2 separate regions of the Mus musculus genome follow, and region 2 is linked to region 1. A link is a contact called in public promoter capture Hi-C data. All regions are on one chromosome and are shown on one strand. The core of a region is the stretch at or near the end of the contact, and the rest is flanking DNA. Distances in the headings are between cores, read along the strand shown. Region 1 holds the start of Clec9a (C-type lectin domain family 9, member a). Region 2 has its middle 25 kb from the start of Styk1.

What was found. Promoter capture Hi-C pulls out the DNA fragments that hold promoters and counts their contacts.
Region 2: a promoter capture Hi-C map of frontonasal cranial neural crest shows a contact between it and region 1. The contact joins the enhancer-like site here to the promoter of Clec9a in region 1. A contact is called at or near these places in 7 of 39 promoter capture datasets (the 3T3-L1 cell line, cranial neural crest, embryonic stem cells and 4 more).

Annotation. Positions count from the first base shown.
Region 1 is chr6:129,405,699-129,410,777 of GRCm38.p6, forward strand. Clec9a (C-type lectin domain family 9, member a) reads left to right here and starts at 3,164. Exons shown (of 7, transcript NM_001205363.1): 1 at 3,164-3,347; 2 at 4,577-4,657. The coding sequence starts at 3,257. It also overlaps a transcript of Clec12b not described here.
Region 2 is chr6:131,336,480-131,341,558 of GRCm38.p6, forward strand. It overlaps a transcript of Styk1 not described here. Among named protein-coding and RNA genes, the nearest start is that of Styk1, 25 kb to the left of the region's middle. Within about 2 kb of position 3,057, at least 39 of the 459 cell types and tissues checked have an H3K27ac peak or open chromatin away from gene starts, as enhancers often do.

The sequences.
Region 1 (5,079 bases), core at 1,914-4,413:
TATCTATCTATCTATCTACCTACCTACCTACCTATCTATCTACCTATCTATTTATTTTTGAGAGAGGAGCTCTATCTGTCCCCAAACTCACTATATTGACAAGGTACTTTCTTCTGTATTCCAAATGCTGGGATTAAAGACATGTGACTGGCTAATAAGAACAGTTTTATATTTTGTTTAATTTCCATTTTCTCACACTTAAAATAGGATGGTTTGGGGCTGAGGATAAACCAAAGTGTGTGTATTCACATATTTATGAATATGAAAATACTAAATACATATGAATTATATGAATAAATATGAAAATATATGAAATATTTCCTATATATAAAATATTGCCTATCTTATGTAATAGGTATATAAGATAGAAGAAGAAGAAGCAGACTTTTTTTAATCTGGTTCTTTTTTTGATGGTTCTATGTTTGGTGTTTGCTGAATAACCCAGAAGTTATTTATAGGGCCTGTGGGGAGGCACCTCTAACAGGATAAGAGGCAAAAGTCACACTTTCTACCAGAGTCATTCCCCACAACTTCCTTTGTTTAACTAGTGAGAAAACAGGGTCATGAACATAGTTTATCTCAGCTGAGGACTTTGTGGAAACTAAACATGCTCAATCAGGAATATAGATGGAACTCAGAAGGCTGAGGAGATATAGAAATCTGTTTTTAATACACACTCCCTGTGACCCTGTTGTAAGCAGTCCACTCTTAAGACTTTTCAATAAACATTGATTTAGCACTTATTCCCTATGTGTTTTGGAGCAAATGGTTTAGTCTCTAACACTATTTCCTTGCATATACAGTGAGCTGATTACCCTATCCAGACGAGAATTGTGATGATCTCTGATGTAATAATATAAAATATTGGTGAGAACATCAACCGCATGATACTAAAAAATGTTAGTTTTACAGCTCTGTGCATGACAAATCTGCTCTTTAGTTTATTTTGGACTCTTCTTAAGGGAATAGATTTCTGGGTTACAGGAAAACAACAAAATTTATTTGGCATTTTTATTTTAAAAAACAAGATATTGGCCTTGTGAGATGAGAAGTCTTGGCTCCCCCACCCCCTTTGGAGATGGGGATTCAAGGCTGAACTTCTGGTATGAAACTGTCCATTTGCACAAAACAACTGGGGGCTAATTATTCAGAACCTATCCAAACATCAACCCTATGTCTGAATGTTAGTGTTTTTCCTCTCTTCAGCATATTTATATATTACTACAACACACAGCCTTAGAGGAAACATATTTAATGCCCAGCTAAACATATACAGAAGGTGAGACCAGCCTGTACCTACAAAAATCAAACTGTACCTACAAAGTCTCTCTTTTCCCTTATACTCGTGCCTGAAGCATATAGTGAAACAAAAACAACCCAGATTCTATGATCAGAGCACTTCATTTCAAACACTCAGCATGAAACCAGCTAAACGGACTTCTCTGTGCCTGACTTAGAGCCAACTTACCCTTCTGCTTCACAGAACTGTAGTAAGGAAGCAATACTGTGATCTGGCTTTAAAATAGTTTTTAAGAACACATTGAATAATAAACAGTAAATATTTAAAACAAACAAGAGCAGAACACTACATGTAGCACATGGGTTTTTTTGTTGGGAGAAACCAATGGCTCCCTTGCAGACATTTCCCTGAGAGTGGATTGTCCTGGGAAAACACTATTCAAGCTTTGGTTTCAGTGCTGCTAAAATGAGAAGAGAAACTGGAAAATGAGTAGTAGCTCATGAAGTCTGGCTCCTGAGGTTAGTTACAATATTATTTGTTGGTGTGGTTTCTTCCTCTTTTCTCCATCTGGTAGAGCTTAGAATATGCAGAGGGTTATCTGGAGTTCAGTTACTCTGTTTTCAGGCCAGGAACACCACAGGAAATGTTGGCAGAATGTGCTAGTCCGTTTCCATTTGTCCCTAATGACCCCACCAGCTACTCCTTATGTCTCAGGAAGCTAAACACAAATGAATACATTTTCCGGGCAAACTGAGCCTCTGAGACACATGGGTTATGGTCAGAAGTATAATTCAGATCCCTTATGTGTCTTAGATTGATAAAACTTGATGATCTGTATACCAGCCCTTCGCTGTAGTGAGGCAGACCACGAAGTCCCAGTGAACATTCTCCTTACTGTTTTAGGCCATAGGGTGACAGCAGCCCTGTAGTACATATGTCAACATTGATCCCCTTCTTTCTTTCCTATTAACCTTTTCCAAAACTGTAGTCCTATTAGTAAGTTCCCTTATATCACCTCCTGAATGTGCCATTTGTGATGAAGAACGATTGATCCAGTGAGACTCTAAAAATAAATAAATAAATAAATAAAAGAACACAATTGAGAAATGACCTTTGGACATAAGGACAAGTAGCCTAGAAATAAATGGTGTCTAAGAGATCAGAGTTCTCAGTACAAATGCTGTAGTCACAGGATGTGCTGAAACTGGTCATCCATCCATTAAATAATTGATTCCTCCTGCAAGAGCAAAGTTACCTCTGGACAATGCTGCCAGGAAAACCCAACCTTCATGTCCAATATGGAAATGCAATGGATAGAGATGGCTGTGATTCCCAACACTCCCAGATTATGGCTTTCAAGAAGCAAGTGTGGGTTCTTCACCTTCTCTTTCCCTTTCCCATCATGGCTCCAATATTCCAGAAGATGAAAGAAACCCAGGCCCCTTTTGGGAGAACTAGTATCTCTGGGTACAAACTATGAGGGAGATCTAAATGTTGCCAGTGTTGACTGGTATTTTGAAGTTTACTTATAATAACAGTCAGTATTACCCTAATCAGCAGACTGATTGGAAATAAATTTAGGGATGAAATCTCTCCTAAGCTTTCTTGTTTGGAAATCCAAAAGCTATGTACAAGTTGATTTGTCTAGATTTAATGGCCTTTATCTTTATTCGCTGCATCATCTTTTTGCTTCATAGTTTATAGCAAATAGAAGTCCATACTGTGCAGCTTACCTCCAGCATCTGATACTATGTGGAAAGCAGAGCAACAGTTTAATTTGGTAGTAGCTATTTTGAGCTCAATAATTCTCATTTCTTCATTATTGAGTTATGTTTCAGTATAAGCTTCAAAAGTTCCACTTTCTGGATGATGAACATCCTTTAATCCCTGTTGCATTTTACCACTGTGAAAAAGTAGCCAGTTCCATTTCTTGTACCAACCTACTCCTAACTACAACCGAAGTTCTTTGTGCCAGGCTCCTATGTAGACTGCTTCACCACTCCAAGCACCTTCAGCATGCATGCGGAAGAAATATATACCTCTCTTCAGTGGGACATTCCTACCTCAGAGGCCTCTCAGAAGTGCCAATCCCCTAGCAAATGTTCAGGTAATAAATTTAGAATGCTTAGTTGAAAACTATAATTTTTTTCTGTTTGTATACTGTGATAAAACCAAGTGTTTCTCCTAATCTGAGATAACCTCTTTAGCATATTCTAGTGTGCCTGACACATTCGTCAGCATGGAGGAGTAAGTGAAGGGCACTCAGATCAGGAAATGAGATATATTCTCTCAATTTGCAAAAAGTAAAAGAAATCATACCACTTAAATTATTTTAGCTTTTACTTAAAACAGGCAGCAAATTATCTGAAAAATAGTAAGAAATGTTGAAAAACTAGGAAAAAATGTCTTCAGCTGATGCAGTTATGTTTTTAGTATTTGATAATTGTTTCTACATCTTATGCTACCTTTTATTTTTACAACTCTACAGTGCAAAAAGATTTGCAAATATATGTTTTTGTGTATTTTTATTGTCACTTCTTTAATTCATCAACTAGGTGTCATACATAACCTCATACAACAAATAATTAGGTGGGCTTAAAAAGCATTTTATTATATTTTCCCAAGTAGTTTCATTAATTAGTCTTTAGTATCGACTTGTTACAAATTAACTAAGTGAAGCTAACTTTCCTAAATCAGATCTCTAATATAGTATTAGCTTCAGAATATCTTTTGTCACATAAAACACCATTTCAAGGTTTCAGGGATGACCCAGAGTCATCTCAGGCAAGACATTATCAGGCCTATTAAAATATGTAAGGACAATTTTTTATTAGTATGAATAATGTAATAAGCCAAATAACTCACTTTTCTTCCTGGACGAATTGTATAATTAGCCGGAAATGTTTGTTCATTTTTCTAAATTACTCATTAAAATTAAAAATACTTCAATGAATCATGTTCAAGAGATGCTGAAAACAGGTAAGAGAGTCTTCATGTTAAGAATAGAAGGTTTTCTGGTTGGTATGAATGAGATTATTGAAAAATACTAGATAGGTAGACAGACAGATAGACAGATGGAATTAATTTTTAAAATCACAATAGTGTACATTAGGATTGAAGAGAGGTGTTATTAAGTCTATTGTATTTGGTATTTTCCAAGTCAGATATAGCCCATGCTATAAGGTTCATCTGAGAGAATTTAAGCAAAGATTTTCTTAGAGTTTCAAATCTTTGCATTTCTCCAGTAGGAAGGCCCAATCCTTCCACTTATCCTGACATTATTACACCTTGAAAATACTTTCTCTAACTCATGTCATTGCCTGATTTCACATTCAGGAGCATGGTGTGTTGTGACGATGATTTCCTGTGTGGTCTGTATGGGCTTGTTAGCAACGTCCATTTTCTTGGGCATCAAGTGTAAGTACAAAAGCATATCTTCAGTGTTACCTGTTAACAACACGGGTTATGAATTGTTGTATTATTATTTTAAAAGTTCACATGTATAAATGTATGAATAAATAAATTAAGATCTATGTAAGCACACGTAAATGGTATACAGTCAGTTAGACTTATATTAAGAAGGAGTTCACATGGCGAGATAAAAGAGTCTGGTAAAAAGAATGCAATTAATTTTTCTAGAACCACTGTATCACTGTAGAGTGATGTATTTATGTGGTGTTTCCCATGAAAGCAGAAGGTTAACAATCTATTTATAGATTGTAAACTATTTATAGTTTTTGAAAGATAATCTACAAATTATATTCATATATGTACAGGCACACTGCACATGTGGACACAGGATTTTAACAAGTACAAGCTAGATGTTAGCCAGCAAAGCT
Region 2 (5,079 bases), core at 1,807-4,306, 1.9 Mb after region 1:
AGATCTGATCAGCCAATGGATGAGCAGGAGAGGATGAGGTGCGAGTTCTGATCCCAGTGAGATGGTCTCAGGTGGGGACCAAGAAGAGAGGAGATTCACCATGAGAGCTTTACCAGAAAGGCACCAGGAAGACATGGATGGAGCAGGAGCAGCCAGGGCAAGACTAAGATGGTAGGTAATGGGGCAAAGGGCTGGCTAATAGGCAGTGTAGTTGGGTTAGGATAGTTATTAACTCTGCCCAGCTACAATGCAAGATGCTTTTTAATAAATATACCAGGTCTCCATATCATAATTCGGATGCAATGGGGGGTATAGAAAAGCCCCATATTTTACATCTCTTTCATGGCTTCCCATCTAGGGTGTTACTTTTTTGTTTGTTTGTTTGTTTTGAGGGGTGGGGGCTGTCATAGTGATACAGGGCTTTTTTTATTGGATATTTCCTTTATTTACATTTCAAATGGTATCCCCTTTCCTGATTTCCCCTCACCCAAGAAACTCCCATCCTGAGGGTGTTCACCCACGCACCAACTCACTCCCACCTCCCTGACCTCAAATTCCTCTACACTAGGGCATCAAGCCTTCACAAGGCCAAAGGCTTCTCCTCCCATTGATGCCTGACAAGGCCATCCTCTACTACATATGAAGCTGGAACCATGGGTCCCTCCATGTGTACTCCTTGGTTGGTGGTTTACTCCCTGGGATCTCGAGAGGGTCTGGTTGGTTGCTATTGCTGTTCTTCCTATAGGATTGCAAACCTCTTCACCTCCTTCAGTCCTTTCTCTAACCCCTCCATTGGGGACGCTTTCCTCAGTCCAATGATTGGCTGCAAGCATCCGCCTCTGTATTTGTCAGGCTCTGGCAAAGACTCTCAGGAGACAGCTCTATCTGGCTCCTGTCAGCATCCACTTCTTGGCATCCACAATAGTGTCTGGGTTTGGTGACTGTATATGGGATGGATCCCCAGGTGGGGCAGTCTTTGGATGGCCTTTCCTTTAGTCTCTGCTCCACACTATGTCTCTGTATTTGGCACCATGAGTTATTTTGTTCCCCTTTTTAAGAAGGACCAAAGCACCCACACTTTGGTCTTCCTTCTTTTTGAGCTTCATGTGGTCTGTGAATTGTATCTTGGGTTTTCTGAGCTTCTGAGCCAATATCCACTTACTAGTGAGTGCATACCGTGTGTGTTCTTTTGTGATTGGGTTACCTCACTCAGGATGATATTTTCTAGTTTCATCCATTTGCCTAGGAATTTCATAATTTCATTGTTTTTAATAGCTGAGTAGTATCCCATTGTGTAAATGTACCACATTTTCTCTATCCATTCCTCTGTTGAAGAACATCTGGGCTCTTTCCAGCTTCTGCTTATTATATATAAGGGTGCTATGAACATGGTATAGCATATATCCTTGTTATCTGTTGGAGAATCTTTTGGGTATATGCCCAGGAGTGGTATAGCTGGGTCCTCAGGTAATACTACGTCCAATTTTCTGAGGAACCACCAAACTGATTTGCAGAGTGGTTGTACAAGCTTGCAATCCCACCAACAGTGGAGGAGCGTTCCTTTTTCTCCACATCCTTGCCAGCATCTGCTGTCACCTGAGGTTTTGATCTTAGCCATTCTGACTGGTATGAGGTAGAATCTCAGGGTTGTTTTGATTTGTATTACCCTGATGACTAAGGATGTTGGACGTTTCTTTAGGTGCTTCTCGTCCATTTGGTTTTCCTCAATTGAGGATTCTTTCTTTAGCTCTGTACTCAATTTTTAATAGGGTTACTTGATTCTCTGGAGTTTAAGTTCTTGAATTCTTTGTATATATTGGATATTATCCCTCTATTGGATGTAGGATTGGTGACGATCTTTTCCCACTCTGTTAGTTGCCGTTTTGTCCTATTGACATTGTTCTTTGCCTTACAGAAGCTTTGCAATTTTATGAGGTCCCATTTTTTGATTGTTGATCTCAGAGTCTAAGCCATCAGTGTTCTGTTCAGGAATTTTTCCCCTGTCCATGTGTTCAAGGCTCTTCCCCACTTTCTCCTCAACTAGTTTTAGTATATGTGGTTTTATGTGGAGGTCCTTGATCCACCTGGACTTGAGCTTTGTACAAGGAGATAAGAATGGGTCGATTTGCGTTCTTCTATGTGCTGACCTCCAGTTGAACCAGCACCATTTGCTAAAAATGCTGTCTTTTTTCCACTGGATGGTTTTAGCTCCTTTGTCAAAGATCAAGTGACCATAGGTTTGTGGGTTCAGTTCTAGGTCTTCAATTCTATTTGTCACAGAGCATTTTATGTCTGTTTTTCAACTGTGAGTCTGCATTCTTCAATACTACTGCACAAGAAGTTTTCTTGTCCTTTATAGTCAGCAGGAGCATGGTTCATGAACTTCCACATGGTATCTGGTAAGAGCATGGAACACAGACATTCATCTGGCCTCCAGTGTCAGCCCATTCCATGGACTTCAGCATGGTATCAGGCAGTAGTAGTACAGACTATGGCCATCAGCATAGGTAGTTGCACTCACATGTACACACACACACACACACACACACACACACACACACACACCTAGACCAAGAGGACAAAGATGACCTGTTTCCTGCTTAACTTCTAGAAGAATTCTCCTCAGAATTGTGTGTCTAGTCATTATTTGCATTAAGCAACAAAACTCATGAAGTGCTATTCACCATCTCTTCATAGGCGTTTGGACTTCACAGGACCCAGGTACAGCTTGAAAGAGTAACTCAAACCCGTAACCCCAGAATTTGAGAGACTGAGCCAGGAAGACTGAAGAGGTTTAGAGGTCAGTTATTGCTCCATAGCCAGCCTAAACTAGAGTGGGACTCTGACTCAACAACAAAAACAAACTAACAACAACAAAAAAAAAAAAAAAAAAAAAAAAAATACTGGACCAGGAAACTATCTGCATCTCCATATCACACCCCAGCCTCTCCCCCATCAGGAGACCAAAGTTCGAATAATCGACCTCTGCCCCGCCCTATGGTTCCTTAACTGACACTCAGCCTGAGCTTACTGGTTTCTGGCTTTCTCTCCCTATTACCTAATGCTTTTAACTGTGTTTATGATGCTGAACATGGACAACATACTCACATGTGCACTGCATATAGTGAATCATAAAATTCTCACAGATGGAGAGACTTTGGCCCTAAGTCTATGTTCTTGATTTTTACCCTATACTGCACTATCTCTTTAAAGCTCTTCTGTCCTTCTTCCAGTTTTTTCTCTCTCAACTTTCCTACCTTTGTCTTGCTTCTCTCCTTCCCTTCTTTATTTTGCAAAGTTAGAAGTATCTTTAATGTTGCTTTTTAAATTGTGTATCCTAAAATTGGACATTTCAAATTTTAAAAAGTTGTTTTCAGTAGATTCACAGTTACAAAACTGTCATCACCATATGACTTTAAAATATGTCACTGGGCTGAGGAGATGGCTCAGTGGTTAGAAGCACTTGCTCTTTCAGGTTTGATTCCTGGTGACTCACAATTGTTTATAACTCCAATTCCAGGGGACCTGACCTCTTCCTCTGGCTTCCCTGAGCACCAGGCACATACGGTGTACACATACTTACATCCAGGCAAAACACCATACACACGAAAATAAATATTTTTTAAAAGGAAATGTTTGTATAACCTTCTGAAATGAAACACCTAATCAGTAGCAATGATTGGCCAGTACACCCACCCCCTAACCCAGGGCACTGGGTAGCCATTTTCTTTCTATGTCTGCTATCCCATCCTGGGCATTTCATATTAACTGATTAATTTATTATGTGGCCTTCTGTGGCTGCATTCCTTCACTTAGTGTAACGTTTTCCAGACGTGAGTCATTGCTTCATTTATTTTTTGAGGCTGAATCACTGGATTGTGTGAATACTTGTATGCATTTACTTTAAATACCATTTACCATGGTAATTTCCAGTTTTCCCTTCTATATGTTACAATGAACAGTGACATACAAAATATTTTAAGTCTTTTCAAATGTTTTGTTGAAGTAAGATTTACTTAACATAAACTTAATCATTTTTCCTTTATTTCTTCCTCTTGTTTTTTGGGGTTTTTTTTTTTTTTTTGGTTTTTTTTGTTTGTTTGTTTTGTTTTGTTTTGTTTTTTGAGAAATCCACCTGTTTTGCCTCAAGCTTTTTTGTTTTTTTGCATTTTGTTTTTTGATTTTTTAAGCTGGATTTACATGTATGTGTCCATCTGTACATTTGTTGTGGACAATTTAAAGGAGTAAATTCTCTGCTTTCACTCTATGAGTTCCCAGGATCTAACTCAGGTCATCAGGTTTGCATGTCAAGAACCTCCCATCTCACCAGGTCATGGTCATTTTAAAGTACATAATTCAGTGGCATTTAGTGTGTTTATTTGAGTGCCTAGCAATTCTATCTCGTGTCAAAACATTGCTATTACTCAAAAGAGAGCTCCATGTTCCTCATATCCTTCAGGACAAAGAAAAGGTATCATTTTTAAAGAATTTCAACAATCAAACAAAACATTCATGAAAGCTTCAGGTGGCTGTGTTATATAAATACTATGTAATTCACGGGGGATAACTACTAATTGTATTATATTACCTTAGAAACCCACGGTGTTTGTTTTTTGTTAACTGCTGTCTATGGTATGTGACATAAAGGAGACAACAAGCTGGTGCTTTTTGCACTGCACACAGAACAGATATTGTGCTGGTATTAATTTTCGAAATGATTAAAGCTGTCTAGGGTACTATGCTTGCTTCTTCTCTCTCAACTCCCTCAAGCATTTTCCAACTTAGAACAGAGACATGCACAGAATAGCCTTTTTTTCTACTAAAGTTGAAGAAATAAACCTACATATGTTTTAAAAACTCATCAGTTCAGTGTGTGTTTATCAAGCACTACAGCATGCATACTGACATATGTGTAGAACTTCCCTTATGTCATCATGCCCCAAATGCAAAATTAAAATCCTAGGAGCTCAAGTGTCACTTCTTAAAAGAAGAACTATAAATGGGCAATAAATACCTGTCAATGAAATGCATGTAAAACACTGTGAGTTTCTGTCTCACCCTGAAGGGGGCTGTTCTGAC